2 separate regions of the Mus musculus genome follow, and region 2 is linked to region 1. Evidence: chromatin contacts called from public Hi-C data. All regions are on one chromosome and are shown on one strand. Each heading gives the region's core, a stretch centred on a gene start, on an enhancer-like site or on the middle of the called end of the contact. The rest is flanking DNA. Distances are from core to core; before and after follow the strand shown. Region 1 overlaps Thsd4 (thrombospondin, type I, domain containing 4). Region 2 overlaps Lrrc49 (leucine rich repeat containing 49).

Region 1 (3,143 bases), core at 164-2,663:
TTCTCTTTTGTACTGCCATTGCCTTCCTCAGAACACACATACACACACACACACACACACACACACACACATACACACACACACACACACAAGGGCTTTCAATATATGAACGCAATATGCAAAATTCTGAATTGTTTTCCATTGAGTCTACAAAACCCAACCATTCCTATCAATGCGCCCTAGGGAGCAGACACAGATGTCTCCTAGCAGAGCAGTCCTGATGCAGTGTCAAAGAGAGAACTCAGTGAGGAATCTTAGTCCTTATACATGCAATGCCTCAATTAGGGACACAAAATACCCACTTATGTACACACTGGAAGCCCCAAAAGCGGGAGTGGGTTTGATCAGGATTCAAAATGTTCTGAAATGTCTGTCCACAGCAGAGAAGGTGAGTACTCCAGGGAGATTCTACGTCATCAAGAATCATCAAATCGCATACCTACGTGAGGCTTCTTAGAACCCAACCTCTCTGTGGAAAGACTCGTTGGGATTGTAAAATGTCCACTCCTCTCTTTTCAGAGAGGTCAAGCATGCACAGCCTTAGTCCCTGTATGGCTAGAACCAACCTTTCTACCAGGTACCCAGTCCAGGAGCCCCTTGCACTTTTGATTTTTCCCACATTGACCTGGTCAAAGTCATTACCCTCTATGTACGACACTTTTATGGGAGCTGAGGGTATGTTTCAGTCAATAAAACGTTTGCCTTCCAAATGTCGTAACCTGAGTGTGGTCCTCAGAACCCATGCAGAAATCCAGCATGCTGGCCAGACACTATAGTGGAATCACTGAGTTCCAAATTCTGACGAGTCTGTCTCAAAAATTAAAAAAAAAAAAAAGTGGACATTTCACCTGAGGTAGACTTGCATACAATGCACGCACACATTGTGTTGCACACACTCACACATAAGATAAATAAACAAACAAGCCCGTTCTGTGGCTCATCTCTAGCTAGAGAACGAAGTCCAATTCCAGAAGAGTTTAGGTTTGTAGTTATCTGATACCCTCCACCATGAGTCCTTAATCTTCTTGGTCTACTCTCTAGTCTTTAATTCCTCTTGTATCCTGTACCCCAACAGCAATGTATCATCCACCAAGTCCCCAGCAACCTGACTCCATGAGGAACACTGCCTCACTGGTACACCTGTGTACTGGTGCAGGCTTTTAGGTCCAACATGCACATGGGCTCCTCCTGGTCTGCTTGCCCCATTATGAATGCCCTTGCTAGGCAGCCTGCACATCCTTCTTGGTGGTGGCATTAACACTCTGGGTGACAGTGGTAAGTCAAGATCCAGCTTTCTTGTACACCTTTAGCTTCTGCAGGGCCAGGCTTATCCACTGCTGATCCATGTGTGTATAATCCCGAGCTAGTCCCGCATCTGCTACAGAAGCACTCTAAATATTTGCTGAAATAACAGACGTGAGAGGCAGAGAGCTTAAATGTTTGCATTTCTAACCAATGGGCCAGTAAAGCCCACAGCTCTAGACTAATTCGTAGAGACCAAAAGGCTCTGAGTTCCAATAAACCAGCCTGAGGCACCCAGGTGGGAAGCCAAGAGAGCTAGCCAAATTAGACTGGTAGTCAGTGACTATCTAGAAAATTCTCAGAGCTCCAAATTAAAGGGAGGAAGTTAAGAGGGAATAGAATTAAGGAACAGAAACACATGTATTCCAGGCTGTAATCTGAAGCAAGCTGGGAAGAAAGACGTTTGTGGCTGAGGGCTGGACGGGCCTTATTTTCCCTGAAGCTCCCAGTTTCTTCCCCACCCCCTGCCAAAGGGGGGGGGGGAAATATCATGTGCAGCCAGAGTTCAAAGAGGCTTTGAGCAAGTGGTTTGGGTTGAGTGCAGATGACCTTTTAGAAGTTCAGAAGACTGTAGCGCCTGCCAGGGTGGGTCTCGGCAATAAATTATTTGGTGTCTACAAAAGATAAGAAGCAAAACCTCCGGCCACTCGGTGAAGTAAACATTCAGATGATGAAAACCACAGCTTTCCTGGCTGACTACTGTGTAGCAAAGCCACGCTGAGGGTCTGATCAGACCTGCCTCTGTTCCCCATGGCTGAGGTAAGGGGTAAATGACAGAGTGAGAGGCCACTGAAAGGCGTACTCTGAGGCTGCCTGATGGAAGGGACTCCCTCCTCCCAGTGCTCTCTGCAGGTGATGGGGGCATCTCACTAAAGGTAAAAGGAAGCTGTTATAGGTACACCGGGGGATGGTCCCACAAGTCAGGAACGAAGAGATCCAGGTAGATGGATGACAGGCAGCTTTGGAGTGACTCCCAGCTTATTTTTCTGTTGTAAGATTTTATTTATATTTATGTGCATGTATGCTTGCCTTTGTATACGTGTGCATGGCACAAGTGTGTTGCTGCCTGTAAAGGATAGAAAAGGGCACTGGATACCCTGGAGCTGGAGCTACAGACAGTTGTGAGCCACTGAATAGGGATGCTGAGAGCTCAACTAAGGTCCCCCGGGAAGAGCAACAAGCACTCCTTACTGCTGAGCATCTCTGCAGCCCCGGCATAAGGAAGCCCAGCTTTAAGAAGACCTCATCCTTGGCCCATCTACTGCTTCCTACATGGATGAAGTTCATAGGGTGGTGCCCTCACACTACCACCCTCTGAAATAGGCTGAAGCAGCGGCCTTCAGAACAGACCCAGTCCTCTTGGGAATCAGCCCCGGGGGAGACGCTGACCCCAGGCCTTGTCTTCAGAATCATATGCAAAATCAGCCGTGTCCCTAAGAGCAAGTCACACGCTGCTCACAGGGGCTGTGTACCTGAGTGACCCAGGCCTGTTATTCAAAGGGACACAAAAAGAAGGAACAAGGACAAGCAAACAGACATTAGAGGAAACCAGTCCCCATACAGCAGAACAATCAATGGTCAAACAGTAAAGATGGCACTTAGGGCCATCTTTATTTATTATGTGTAGTTACTCACTGCACAAGGGTGCCTGAGAGTGCAGGGGGTGTGCCCTCCTAATGGGGAAATGACTTAGATCAGAGGAAGAGATACCTTCATGATTTTCAAAAGCAAGAAATAAACCAGTAGATGTCTAAGACATTCGAGCAAAGCTGGTTTCCATGCTCTATGTTCTGCTAAGCATGGGGGTAAGGGTTTGACTGGCATATAGGTGTTACATGGGA
Region 2 (3,143 bases), core at 480-2,979, 190 kb after region 1:
GACTTCAGAGGCAGTGAAGCCTTTGTTGAAGTCCAGATTTCTGAGTTTGAATAGTTGCTGTTTGAGCTCAGCTTAGTACCCCAGTGTTTCCACTACTTAAGGTATCTGATGCACAGTCTCACTACTGTAGCCCAGGCTGGCCTCAAATTCTCAGTCCTCTGGTCTCTGCCTCCTGGCAACTAGAACTGAAGGCTTGTTAGCCCCGCCTACATTCTCTTGTGACTGTCAATCATCAACACTAACACATCTCAAACATTTCTTTTTTTTTTTAATTAGGTATTTTCCTCATTTATTTCTAACAAAGCTAAATGAACTCTACCTTAATGTGAAATAATTCAAAAACTGAATCAAAGCATAAGCAATCAAAGAGGTGTTGGCCACCTCTACACAGTCTGTATAGCTTTATACAAAGCGCATTAGTTTGCTGGAGTAACCATATACACAGATCTCTCTTAGTTCTTTTATTTACCTGTGTTATGTTCCTAGCTAGAACATCAAATCAAGTGTGGAGTTAACTTTAGTAAGAGCGAACTGAGAGCAGTGAGAGTCCCCATGGGTGCTGGCAGGGCTAAAAGGAGGCTACAGGCACCTTGCAATCCAAAGGGCAACACCAGGGGGTCCTGGAGTGTAACAGCTGCCTGCTCAGAATCCCATTGCCTAGCACTGTGGTGCACAGACATACATGCAGGCAGAAACAGTCATACACATATAATAAAAACATACCTTTTAAAAAACAATAATAATATTGAAGAAAACACATACACATAGACACAGATACACACACACACAGACACACACACACACACAGACACACACACACACACACACACACCATTGGGACTCAAGGTATGAAGAGTCTTCTTATACTTATGAGATGGCCAGGCGCCAGAGACAATAATACTTTTTTTTTTTTTTTAGGAGGGGCTGGACACCATGAAGACCGGCACTCTGGTCTAGCCTCTAATATTGATCTAGTTGGCCTGATGTTGTACCTCCGTTCATTATGGTATACTCTGACTACTTCCGGCATGCTGAAGTTGAGCAGGCCTACCCTGGGGAGTCAGTATGGCTTTCTCATCAACCTCTTCCTATTTTTGTTTGTTTGTTTTTTAATTTCTGGCTGCTTTTCTGAGTCCTTCCACTTGCTTTTGCTTTAACTCTGGGATTTTTCTAGGTTCTCTTGGGGACACCTCTTTCATGACTTTCTTCCTCATCTTTTATTAGATACAGAAAAGACACACACGGCGTTTCCACTCAGTGCTTTTGGTCAGACCCCAGTGGGTCTGGCATACAGAGCTCTTGCTGTTAAGTGTGAGTTCCTTTTTCAGTTCAGCAGTGCTGAAACACGTTTAAAGCAGAACACACAGCATGAAAACGCTGCAGCCTGCAGTGCTTCTAACTAGAACTCAGGAAGAAAGTACTTTCAATGTACTTCTTAAAAATGAGAAAAATTTAAAAACAAAAACCAAAAAACAATACACACAGAACAAAAACTAAAGAGAAACCAGGCAGCACACACGTATACAATTTAAAAGATCTGTATACTTCCGCCCAGTATTGGCCCTTTTTCTTATTTGACATTTTTAGGTAACCACCCCCAAAACAAACCAAAACCCAAAACAAATATTTAAAACGCCAGGATATTTTTGAGCTGTATACCCTACTCTCACAAGCTGGGGCCTGCCACACAACTGTTCTGGTACTTCCTCTCTGGAACATCATAACACGCCCTAGTGACATTTCTTTGCTGTGACAGAAACTGACTGGAAGCACTTCGGGGAGGAGAGGGTTTAACTGGCTTACCCATTTAGGTCACAAGCTGTGGAAATTTGCATACAAATTCAAGATAGGAACCTAGAACCAGGAACATGGAAGAACACTGCTAGCTGGTTTATTCTCTAGCTCAGCTAGCTTTCTTACATAGTCCAGGCCCACCGACCTAAGCCTGGCGCCACTTACGAGTGGGCGGGGCCCTCCCACATCAACCATCAATCAAGATAATCTCTCACAGACATGGCCACAGGCTCATCTGATACAGGCCACTCTTCAACTGAGGGTTGATCTTCCTAAGTGACTCTGTTGTGTCAAATCAACAATAAACAAAAGGACAGACCCACTGTTTCATATAGGAACTGCTATTCAATTTTACAGCTACAAGTAGCTGGTCTTGTTCCACTAGTCTCACTACTTGTTATAAACACAGGCCATGAGAGAAATCCTCGACACATATTTATGTTCATGTGAAATAATTTCTAGGAAGAAATTCTGCTCAGTGAAACAGCTAAGTCGAAAGGCATGGCTAGAGCTGGAGAGATGGCTCAGTGGGTAAGAGCACTGACTGCTCTTCCATAGGTCCTAAGTTCAAATCCCAGCAACCACATGGTGGCTCACAACCACCACTAATGAGATCTGATGTCCTCTTCTGGTGCGTCTGAAGTCAGCTACAGTGTACTTATGTATAATAAATAAATCTTTAAACAAACAAACAAACAAAAAGGGCATGGCTACAGCAAGTGTGTTAGCATCGCCAGGCTGCTGTGAAAAGAACCACAGCATCAGCCATCATGGATAGCAGCATGTAGGACCCACCTTGCTATGTGGCTTGTTGTCACAGTTGTGGCTCTCCCCACAAAGTTAGGTCATTATTTGTATGGCTATAGCTTTGAATGGAGACAGATGGGCTCGTTTTTTACTTTTTAAAAGTTAAAGTTTCCTATATTTTATGTTCTGGCAACTTCACTTTTTTGTTATTTTTCTAGTTGCACCAAGTTTTTGGCTATCTCAGCTCATTAGCGACAGTGCCTCTGTGTCAGTGTCAGCTCTGTGACTCCATGGCCAGCAGTGCCATGTTAACTGTGTGCTCCTCCACCTCCACCTCCACCCCTTCCCCCGTTGTTACCACGGAGCTGCACACTCAGGCACCTGCCTCCCTGCAGCTCCTTATTTTCCGCCAGTAGACTGTTGATTGAAGACAATAATCTGATGACTATGGTCATTAAATACAGAGATTTTCTTTGAGTTTAAGGTGTATTTGCCTCTACAAACATCCCAGACATGCTTGGATACATTTTCCCAATCTGACTTTGGGCATCATATTCTGGGAAAAGGGTTTGAAATATATCTATTTGATAAATTATTAAAAA

The links. Hi-C and Micro-C count contacts between places; a contact is called where the count stands out from the background.
Region 2: a Hi-C map of the G1E-ER4 cell line shows a contact between it and region 1, with 2.0 times the contacts expected there. The contact joins two enhancer-like sites. A contact is called at or near these places in 3 of 484 Hi-C or Micro-C datasets (the G1E-ER4 cell line and nephron progenitors) and 2 of 9 other capture datasets (adipose tissue and liver).

What each region holds. Positions count from the first base shown.
Region 1 is chr9:60,404,073-60,407,215 of GRCm38.p6, forward strand. The region is part of intron 4 of Thsd4 (thrombospondin, type I, domain containing 4); the gene reads right to left. Among named protein-coding and RNA genes, the nearest start is that of 2010001M07Rik, 72 kb to the left of the region's middle. Within about 2 kb of position 1,414, at least 7 of the 459 cell types and tissues checked have an H3K27ac peak or open chromatin away from gene starts, as enhancers often do. A contact at or near this core is called in the G1E-ER4 cell line, where this site is marked.
Region 2 is chr9:60,593,827-60,596,969 of GRCm38.p6, forward strand. All of the region lies in intron 15 of Lrrc49 (leucine rich repeat containing 49), which reads right to left. Among named protein-coding and RNA genes, the nearest start is that of 9230112J17Rik, 50 kb to the left of the region's middle. Within about 2 kb of position 1,730, at least 12 of the 459 cell types and tissues checked have an H3K27ac peak or open chromatin away from gene starts, as enhancers often do. A contact at or near this core is called in the G1E-ER4 cell line, where this site is marked.